Linked DNA regions of Drosophila melanogaster: region 1 is linked to region 2. Evidence: chromatin contacts called from public targeted proximity ligation data. All regions are on one chromosome and are shown on one strand. The core of a region is the stretch at or near the end of the contact, and the rest is flanking DNA. Distances in the headings are between cores, read along the strand shown.

The links.
Region 1: a contact with region 2 is called in a targeted proximity ligation map of the S2 cell line, with 6 times the contacts expected there. A contact is called at or near these places in 4 of 107 Hi-C or Micro-C datasets (the Kc167 cell line, the S2 cell line, embryo and 1 more) and 2 of 7 datasets of targeted methods (the Kc167 cell line and the S2 cell line).

Annotation. Positions count from the first base shown.
Region 1 is chr3L:15,233,926-15,239,538 of dm6, reverse strand. It overlaps Tollo (tollo), which reads right to left and starts at 3,920. Exons shown (of 1, transcript NM_080018.2): 1 at 1-3,920. The coding sequence starts at 3,418.
Region 2 is chr3L:14,703,698-14,709,113 of dm6, reverse strand. It overlaps CG13476, which reads right to left and starts at 3,650. Exons shown (of 1, transcript NM_206354.2): 1 at 2,957-3,650. The coding sequence starts at 3,570. The coding sequence ends at 3,121. All of the region lies in intron 2 of ome (omega), which reads right to left.

The sequences.
Region 1 (5,613 bases), core at 2,671-5,170, 530 kb before region 2:
CGCTGACCACCATTATGGTTCTCCGGCTGCTGTCGATCGCCTGCACGATGGTTTCCGGTAGATAGCCACCCACAGGAAAGTCCCTCTGGTGCAGGCACAGCTTGTAGCGATGTTCACCCATTTCCAGCATGGGAGCCAGCTCCTCGTTGACAAACAACTCATCCTTGGAGGAGTACGAAACGAAGGCGTCGAACAGCTTCTCCCTCTCGTTCTTGTCCACATCCTTTTGGGCGTTGTAAAAGAGTCGGACTCCGAATCTCGAGTGGCACCACACACGCATCTCCTGACGGAAGATGAACACCAGCGAAATGCAGATCATTACGAATATGAAGGCGGTCAGAATGGCCACCAGGATGGGTATGTAATCCAGTTTCGGCGGCTGATTTAGGATCATTTTCGTGGAGGTGGCATTCGAGGCATTCTCGCCACCAGCCTGCTCTGCATAGTTAAAGTTGTTATCCAGACCCAAGGGCAAGGTCTGAGAGCACTGAACAACGGGCAGGGAAGCAGGTTCTCCGGATCCCGGGTAGATGACCATCTGCTGGGTGCTATTTCCACTGATCACATCGCACTTCATCTTCAGCTTGTCCACCACATACTCATGACGATTTATGTAGTCCCTAAGCTTATCAATGAATTCACAGCTGCAGGTCCAGGGATTGGAGGCCAGACGCAGTTCGTTCAGATAACTGGGCAGGAAGTTCCAGACGGCGAATGATGTGATGGCATTGTGATCCAATCGCAGAATTTTCAGGTGATACAGGTGCGTAAAGGTGAGGGTATCGATCGTAGCTATAGCGTTGTGCTGTAGATATAGTTCTTGGAGGTTATCCAATCCCTGGAATTCGTTGCCATTTAAGGCCTTCAACTGATTACTTTGCAATTGGAGAACCTCCAGCTCCAGAAGTCCATAAAAGGTGCGATTGTGAAGCACCTCGATCCTGGAGTGGTTCAAGTGCAGCACCTTTAGCCTCTTGCGACCGATGAACGCATGACTCTGCAGCTCCCGGAAATTGTTTCCATCCAGATACAGCTGAGTGGAATCCATGGGAATGTGTGATGGCAGAGTCTGCTCATAGGAAGCCCGGCTGCAGTCCACCACATTCGATGTCCAGGACTGATCGTGGTAGCAGGAACACCTATCCGGGCACTCCATTTTGCAGTCACACGCCTGGAAATCGCAGCAATGGCACAGGGCAAAGCAATGTGAGGCGTATTTGCAAAGGAAATCATCGGACTTGGCCTCTATCAGGGAGACATGTGAAGATCCTCGAGCGTAAGCCAACCGGCAGTGAATCTGGTCCAAGTCCATGAGTTGCGGCTGAGTACGCGACTCACGATTCACCTTTTGCAGCCAGTCCAAGTTACAGTCACACTCGTAAGCATTGTGACCAATATAGAACTCCGGAATCTCACGATCCTCGGCGATGGGTGACAAGCGGAGAGCATTGGGTTCCAAGGTGGTCAAGCGATTCCTCACCAAATCCACCCGCGTCAAATTGGGCTTCTTGAAGAACGTGTACGGCTGAATCTTGGAGATCTGGTTATCGTTCAAGTACAAAACTTCCACACTATTTGGTATAGAGCTAGCCGTTATCTCCGTCAGCAGATTATAGCTGGCATCAAAGGTACTCAGACTCAGTTCGCTTTCGATCTCGAAATAGTTGCCCAACTGAGTGATCCTATTGGCCCGAACATCCAGCCACTGCAATCCGATGGGAATGTGCGAGTAATCGAATTTCTCGAGACGATTACCCGAGATATTCAGCCACACCAAGTTGGGCAGTTCCGTGAAGAGGCCAGCAATGGATTTTAGCTGATTTCCATCCAGTCTGATGGCCTGAAGCTGACTATTCCTCTGCAGTGAACCAGCCTCGATGGACTTTAGCTTGTTCTGGGACAGGTTAAGGATCTGCAGGGAGCTCATGCGATCGAAAACTCCTCGCCGGATGTGGGTGAGAGAGTTCTCCGTCATCCGGAGGCCATACAGACTCTCCAGCTGGGTGATGCTAGTGTTCTCGATCTGACTGATCATGTTCTCGCCCACATCGAGGGTTTTGAGTAGTTGAACATGGGCCAGAGCTTCGGGCACCGCCTGCAGCTTGTTGTCGTTCAAGTGCAGATCCTGCAACTGGCTGCAGTTCACCAGGGATCTCTGATCCATTCGGGATATCCTGTTGAAGTCCAAGGAGAGCACAAGTAGATTCTTCAAGCCCTGCAGAGTGCGCTGTTCGATGACTGAGATGCGATTGCGCGAGAGGATCAGTGTGTGCAGGTTGGTGAGATCCGCGAAGATTCCCCCCGGCAGCTGATCGATGTAGTTATCCTCCAGTTTCAGGATCTGTAAACTGGCCAGGGGCCTAAAGATGTGAGCCTCCAGGCGGCTGATCTTATTAGCCGATAAATCCAGCATCATGAGACGCTTGAGACCCACAAATGTGGCAGCATTGATCCACTGGGAATTCAGTTCGTTGCTTGCCAAGTCGAGAACTAAAAGTTCAGCCAACTCTCCGAAGATTCCTGGGGCCAGTACATTGATGGAATTGTTCCTCAAGTAAATTTCCTGCAGTTGTTTGGTCTCCGCGAAGAGCTCTGGCGGCAAAGAGGTCAATCGGTTCGCCGAAAGATCCACAACCCTCAGCGAAAGAAGACCCTCGAAGGCGCGATCGGCCAGAAAACTCATACTGTTCTTGGCCATATTCAGATGGGTCAGTCGGCCCAGAGCCGATAACATTGCCGTGGGCAAGCTGACCATCTTGTTGGCACTCAGATCCAAACTTTGCAGTGTGGAGCCGCAAACTCGTGCCTTCCGCGAACTGAGCGAGGCACTGAAGTAAAAGTTGCTGATGTCCTGAATTTTGTTGTACGAAGCATTCAGGTGCTGCAGGGATTTCAGGGGGCACACCATGCCATCCGGTATCAGCCAGATGTTGTTGAGACTCAGATCCAAACGCTCCAGCTGGCGGAACTCCACGAAGCTATTGGATGCCATCTCCAGCGACATTGTGGACCAATCGCCATTGTGCGTGCGAATCGTGAGGTTTCGCAGCTCCTGCAGACCACGGAAAGATCCATCCGTGAGATTGCCCAGCTTGCAGTACTCGATGGTGAGATCCCTGAGTTCCACCAGCGATCTGAAGCTATCCGGACTCAGACTGCTCTGGAAGAACAGGGCATCGTTGCACTCCAGACGCAGGCGCACCGTGTTCTGCGGCTGGATCACGCTAAAGTTGGTGTTCTCCAGCTCCGAGTTGATGGTCCTCAGGTGACAGACCAGAGTGATGTCATGCTCCCCGCCGCCGGACCAGCGGCACTCATCGGGAGCCTGGTACAACACCGTCTTGCTGAGGGCTGCCCCGAAAATGGGTATTACACAGGTGGCAATCAGCACGTACAGCATGTGGGTGGTGGCCAGCATTTTTGGTGGTTCCTAAACTTCGAATGGGGTTTCGATTTTGGTTAATCGGGGAGGTTATGAGGGGCTTCTTTTGGTCTTTCACTGCTCGTTCTATTTTTCGCCCATTTTGTGTGTGTGCTTATTTGGGATTTTTTAAATTATTTTGTTTTTTGTTTGGTTTTATAGCGCAGCTTTGCACAATCGCCACTTTTCACAACAACACCACATCAACCGATTTAATGCTTGATCTAAAACGATTTTCTTGTTTCTTCCCGCTGGCTATGTAATTTTCTTTATCTTCTTATATCTTTTGATTTCGGTTGCATTCGTTTTTCGATTTCTATATCTTAATTTTATTGCTTTGCAGTTGTTTCGCGTTGACCGTAATCCAAGTGGGGGGTGCGATAGCGCGATTGATAAATTGTGTTCCAATTTTTCTCGAAGCGATACTTCTTCTTTTTTCTATTTCATCCGCTGAACGACAAACGCGCGTCCGCTCGGCTCGAAGTCAACTCAAAAACTGATCGCTCTCTCCGGTTTTCAGCCAGCAGCAAGTGCCGCTGAAAATCACTCATCCGCCTGAGTGACTATGTGAGTGAGTAGCTGAGTACCTGAGTAAATGAGTAAGTGAGCACTCATTGAGCACGCACACAGAACCAAGGAACTAGAGCGAGATGCGATCGAGTAAACAAAACTATGCAATCCGAACGCAAACGCATTGCACGTAATGGCCCACAGTGCACAGTGGGCCGAATAGCAACGAATTGCACTCGGTGGGCAGGTAGAATTAGCATGGGGTTTTGCAACAAAGCAAAGCAAAGATGGAAGATGTGAGGAAGTGAGATCGCGGGAGATGGGCAGGTGATATTAGTCTACAGAAACATGTGTAATTTTAAGACCAAGGATATTCCAAATCTGCAATACTTTAGGGTCAAGGATGCCGACGGAAGGAATAGGTAAATCGATATGCTAGATCTGTATAGCGATCTCCCGATCTGATAAAAAAAGTTCCCTAGAGAAGTAGATGGATGGGACAACTATTAAATAATATGAAATATGTAACAAGTGCGGCACTGTAATCCACAAAGAAAATTTCAAAGCAGTTATTCAAAAGTATAGGAATAAAAGAATCCACAACTTATACTTCTGGAGAATAAAGGTCATTTGACTCATGAATAATGTTTAATTATAAATTAGAATTAAATATTATTATTATTATAATATAATAATGTTTAAAATTGTATATAGTATGAAAATAGGAAATAAATTCAAATACCAATTCGATACGGACAAACAATCTAAGGAAGGACCTCTGCAGTTATCTTATACGATTTCCGGTGTCGTGGCTTTAAATACAAATCAAATTAGTCCACACCTCAAATATTTGTCACGCCAAAACAACCTTGATCTTTGGACAATAACTCCCCGTCCCAGCAGGTTCACACCCACAGCTGGCACCTTGCCGATTTGGGCCCACTGTGCGCACTATGTGCCTCCCCGCCGTTTCCCGCCTGTCGGTTCCGCTGAGCGTCAAAGCCGAGCAAACAATTTCAATTCCAATGAGACATTGACACTCGTCACACCGGTTAGACGAGTTCTACTCCACGAAAACCCAGCTGAGCGTTGAGTACTCAGCGCAATTGAGTGTTTTTCCATATTCAGCAGATGAGATATATCCGTTGAGAGAAACGAAAGAGAACCGATTTGCTGAATCGACGGATTCGAGTGCAAGTGGCGGCTGATCTTCGGCTTTTCTTTGCTTGCCTTGCAGACAGCCACAAAAACCGAAAACGAGACGAAAAAAAAGCAGAGAATAATCATAAAAAATTATTGAAATCAATTGTTAATTCAGCCAATGTCAGTTTGATATAGGCGCACACTCACACACGCGAACCCACAAAAAAATTGACTGATTTTTCTTGATTTATGAGAGCAGCCGCAGCAGTTGGTGGGATTGGATTGGGGCTGGGACTCGAACTCGGACCGTTGGTATTTTTCTTCAATACCGAACCGGACCGGCTGGCCGGGCAATCGAGATTTGTCGGGGAGATCTCAAACTCGGGGGGCTTACTCATTATGAGGTGGCGGTGGCTGAGCCGCAGATGGAGCCGACCTAAAGTTCGAAGGGGTCCGAATACAAGTATGAGTACGAGTCCAAATCTGATATATTTTTTCGCATGATCTGGCTGCCCATATGCTGTAACCGCACTTTCAAA
Region 2 (5,416 bases), core at 2,401-4,900:
CGACTTTTGCAGCATAAAATCTGGAAAAAATGTTTGATGGAAGCCAACGAAAAAGATTTGACTTTGCATATGACAACAAATCACTTTTTTGTTTGGCTTTTGCTTTGAGACAGCTTATTTGTATATATGTTCATATATATATGTTTTCACTTTGCTTTTTGCCTTTCTTTATTCGGCTTCCCGATTTTCTGGTTCAGCGGGGAATTTCTAGTTTTATTTGTTTATGCACTTTATATTTGCTGTGGGGATTTTATTTCATGCAAAACAAGCTTAGATTAGAAAACAGACGATGATAAGGCCCATTTAATTGGATTGGCGGGATAGTAGCGTTGTGTAAATTAAAACTTTCCCTTTTTCTTAACTCGCCCAAGCGACGAATCAGAATTAATTAGTCAAGATTTTGGAACATTACTCATTCGGTAAGAAGATTGCATATATAGAAGAATTCTAAATATAGTCGACGCTTATATATACACTATGTAGAGAACGTGGAGCAATTTAAACGGCCTAGATTTCTTGGACAGCTGGCTGAATACGCTGTCGGTCTCTCCCCCTACGCACATAAATATGCTGAAAGCAATCACAATTTCTCAGCAGAGTGTAGAGAAATCTATTTTTCAATTATGTGAACAATGCGGTTCCGTTTTAATACCTCTTAGGCTTCCCCATTTCCCTTCAATCCACACCACATTATCAACTGCCTTAATTTTCGCTCAATCTGCATTACTCAGACATATACACATTGCTTGTTTGGGTCTCTTGACCTTTTTTACTTAAATAAATAAAGTATCATTTTCTCACGAACTTCTTGGGACTATCTCAAGCTTTGCTTGCTGATTGCTTCAATTTTCTGTTAAAATATTTGCTCTCGCTTTCATGTTTACTTGTCTGGCCGATTCTGACACTCTTGTGTAAACAAGCTAAAACTTTGACCAAGGTTAGTGACAAATTAACATGGACAATTACGTAGAAAATTGTGGGAAAAACAAGTGGTGTGCATATTAGTTTATTCGTGGTAATTTCATTGAATATATATAACAATTATTGAGCGTTGCGTTGAATTTGCATTAATTCAGTGAATTCAGTGAACAGATCACATTATTTAACCATTTTAAACCGTTTCCGTTGCTGTCATTTTTTTTTGTATTTCACATAAGTAAAACAGAAATTTCCGCAAAGATTGCAAATACGATTGTGTAGTTGGCATATTAATAATTTTATGGTAATTAATTGGCCCCATAAGCCAACGAATTTTTGTTACTTTATTTCCGTTTATACAGCCTTAAAATTCAATCACTTCTAGTCCACAACACACACTCCTTTGTTCACTTCTTTCAGATTCTTTTCAGCTCCGCTGAGCACTCACTGAAAACACCCAAAGTTTTTCCAATTAGTTTAATGCATCATTTTGTCATTTCGGCAGCCAGCCAAGGATGCTCCACATATTATATTCATAAATGCACAACGTATGTATATATTTTGTTTAGACAAGTGCAAGCCAAGATTCTAACCACTTCATGGCACTGCGAACAGAATGTCTTCACATGCATTTGTTATTTTTCGATGTTGTTCCCTTTGCCTTTTTTGTAAGCAAGAAATTCTGCAACCGGAATGCCAAAGAAATATTTAGCTGGCAAAGTTTATTTTACTCTTGGCTTTGTTTCTTTTCATGTTTTCCTTTTTCTTCAGCTGGCTTTGGCTGTTTTGTGGCGTAGACAAAACGGCGGCGAGCACGTTTCCGGTTGCGAACGGCACCGGAATTATAACAAGTTGTAAATGAAAGGCAAAATTTGATTACAGCCGATGTCAGAAGTCAAAGTGAGAATTGCAGAACTAGTTAATTTGAATGGAAACCGAATGGGGGAGACCAGAATATAAACAAAATCCGATGGGGAGAACAATTTTATAGTTTATCAAAATATTTATATATTTACTAGCAATTTTTACTACAAGCACAAAATTTTTGTTTTTCACATGACAAGTTTTAACTTTTATATTAAAATTGTATTTGTGGAAAGCAAATTTATTCCAAGCAATTTATATACTTTTTGAAAATTTGTATATTGATTTGTTTTGCAGTGTCTTTCAAAAATTCAAAAGCCAATTAAAAAGCTTCATTTGAAATTGAACTCCATTGAAATGTATCTCCGTCGTATTTTATTCCGGATCGAACTTTATCTTTATCTGCATCTCTCCCCCATCCAAACTGACTTTAGGCACGCGAACGTCACTTACGCTTACTCCCACTCGAAAAATGCGACGTAAACTGGATTTGTAGCACGGCGCAGACTTTCTGAGGAATCCCGATCCGCAACCGTAACCGAAACCGAACCGCACGTGGCGACTGACAAGCGGCAACTGAGCTCAACCGCAGCTGGAGAACCGTCGCCAAGGCAAAAGCACTCGGAGTGAGTATGAAAAAGCAGTGGAATGAGTGCCAATTGCCGATTACCGGCGAAAGAGCGGAGCAAAACAAACCCACCGATGAGTGAGTTTGCTTTGAGTGAGAGAGCAGAGAGCCTGAGTCAACAGGTTGTTTTGCTGGTTGGGTCACTTAACCTCGTTACTCTTTGTATTCCTCTGTGGGTCACACGGGGCGTATGTGCAATATGGCTCACTCGGTGCGTATGTGTGGCGTATATGGCTCAAGTTTGCCGACAAATCGCCGACAAATTGTTTAGGAACATGGATGCTGGCTACGCACACGACTTGGATTACCAGTTGGGATTGTCTTTAACCCAGGCTGTGGGTTGTCACAGTGCGTATACGTGATTTTGTCTTGACTTTTCTGCAGGACAATTTGTGCGGATGTTGGCGTGCTTTTCTCTTTTCTTTCTGTTCATAATTTTGTATTTTTATGGTCATCCTAAGTTTTTTCGTTTCAAGGGTTTTAACATTTCGAACGTCTTAGAAACTTTCCCACAACTATAAACTGAAGAAAGAGACAATGGGTTTTGTCATTTCACCATGCAAATTTAATTGAATCGATAAAAAATATAAAACATTTGTAGCCCTGACCACCTTATTATTCCTTTTAAATGTGTGAGGTGGAATTGACAACGCATTAAATTAAGACGTTAGTAATCGAATTGGTGCGGTCTTGGATCCTATTTAAAATGGTTACTGGTCTTCTGTTATGTTTATATCAATAGAATCCGGCACATCTTTTGGATATTGCTGATTAAAATCAGACGCTGCAAGACTACGGTCATTCAGAACTTCTGTCTCGTCGGAACTCGGATCCAAGTCGAGAAACGCCTTGGAGATCATTTTGGGATTTAGTTCGGCATCCAGGTCGTTGTTCTCAACTATTTTAATCAAAATTTCCAGGAGCAATTCACAACACTTCTTTTCGTAGCCCATAACATTGGAAATGGCATTATGGATTGTGTCCTTCATTTTTAACAGCTCTTGATTCAAGTTTTCGATATCAACTAGAGCTTTCTGGGAACTGGCCAAAGAAACAGCAATGCGACGTCCCAGATCCTCGTGCTCCAGGCGCATATTGGTGGCATTTTCCCGAAGACATTGCAGCCAAATAGAACGCTTGGCCATTCCCCTCATGTTCATTGTGAGCGTACAAAATATACAGATTTTATTTGAATTTATTTTATGTGTGAATATCTGATTACTTTCAGGGCGTCAATAGTACTGGGAAACCTATTTTAGATCCATAGAAATGACACAGAGGCAACTGGGAATGAGTAGCCTGCTTGGGTGGCGCTACAATAAGATGACTGACATCAATTATATTAATTATCAGAGTAAGCCGATTAGCTGGCTAATGAATTAAACATCATGGGAATTTCCCGGCCCATCCTGAAGGCGACAAATCAATGTCACTTAAAACATATAATTATCATCATTAGCCGCCCAAAAGCATCGCACTCCTCATGAACCTAACTTTTATTACAGACTATTTTGCCAAGCTGATGGTGCTCGGTGTTGCATTCATAATTGATTGTCCTGTGGGCAAACGTGTCCTTTGCCTTTGCGTCCTTCGCAAGATAAGCACTTAAGCTAAATGAAAGCAGATGTCTTAATTTTCATTTAAGTTGCTGACAAAGAGATTTCTAAGCTGCTCTGTCAATGCCTTTATCTGCGACCTTCCTGGTTAATTTTTTATTTCGAATGTGCGAACGTAAATGAAAAAACGCTTGGTAATTGGTCAAAGCTCTTGATTCCGGTCCAAAGCAAAGGATTTCATTTTTAATGAGAAGCAAATATGTTCAGCCCTAATTGGATTAATGGGAAGTCCTGCGGGATCTAAACGGCTTGCGGTCTAGGTCAGAGTCAATGCGATAGGGGCGTTTTTTGAGTGAAAATGTTCGCTTTGTTAACAATTTAACAACTTTGTTGGGAATGGCTTAAAATTTTGTTGGAGAAGAAGGATTAAATCATCTATATGTGATGATGAAAAGCCTATTTATATATATATTATGTTATACTCGCATTCAAGAGATTTAAACACTAAAAGATCATATCTCTATATTCTAAGAGCTTTTCATGAATTTTGATTTTTATAATTAAAAAGGCGCAACTCGTTGTGAACATTGTTGTAGGCAAATGAAAAGTCCTTTTTAACCGGCACGATAATTAAATCATGCTCAAACAGAATTTGAACTGAAATCTCCATCATCGGTTTAACTTTTCTTCCGTTTCCTCCGACCGGAAAAAGCTCTTCCTTAGCTGTCAACTGGTAAATGCCGAATTCTATCAATTTGTCATTCAATCATTGCACGAACGTTGCTAAGCCGACTATGCAAATTGAAGTCAAGAGGCATTAAGTCCAATCCCAAAACTAAAACGCTACTCCATGACACAATTGTCAGGGTTTTATCGGCTTATTTCTATGCATGAGTGCAGACACTCACAAGGACACGTTTATACCCACACAAATGCAGAACACTTTTTGAAAAGGAAGAAGCTTTGGCAATTTTCCGATTATTTTTTCTTCCATGTCGAACTTATGTGAATGCATATATAAGAACATCAATCTTTTTTGTTAGTCTGAATTAAGAGAACTTTATTTCTGATGTGGATTGCAAATACTATTCGATTTTAAAGTCGAATTCATATTTAAGAGACTAAGGACGTGTTGACTTTTGTTTATAGTGAAGTTCAAAATGTACCTTATTTATTTATTTTTTTTCTTTTATATATATTTGCCTCAATAAAGAACCTACAAACACCTTACATATAAACACTATAAACCTGAATATGTATGAAAAAATAATTGAAACCAGTTTGATTGATTGGCTGAAATATAGCAGTTAACTAAGGTTCTGCGCTTTTGATTATTTTGCATCCCCATTTGGAGCTTTCTAAAATTGATGTGCGGTTGGCAGGTGATTTATTGCGGCTTGAAAAGAAAAGGGACTATTTATTTCTCTGCCTGTGCTTGCTTATCAAGTTT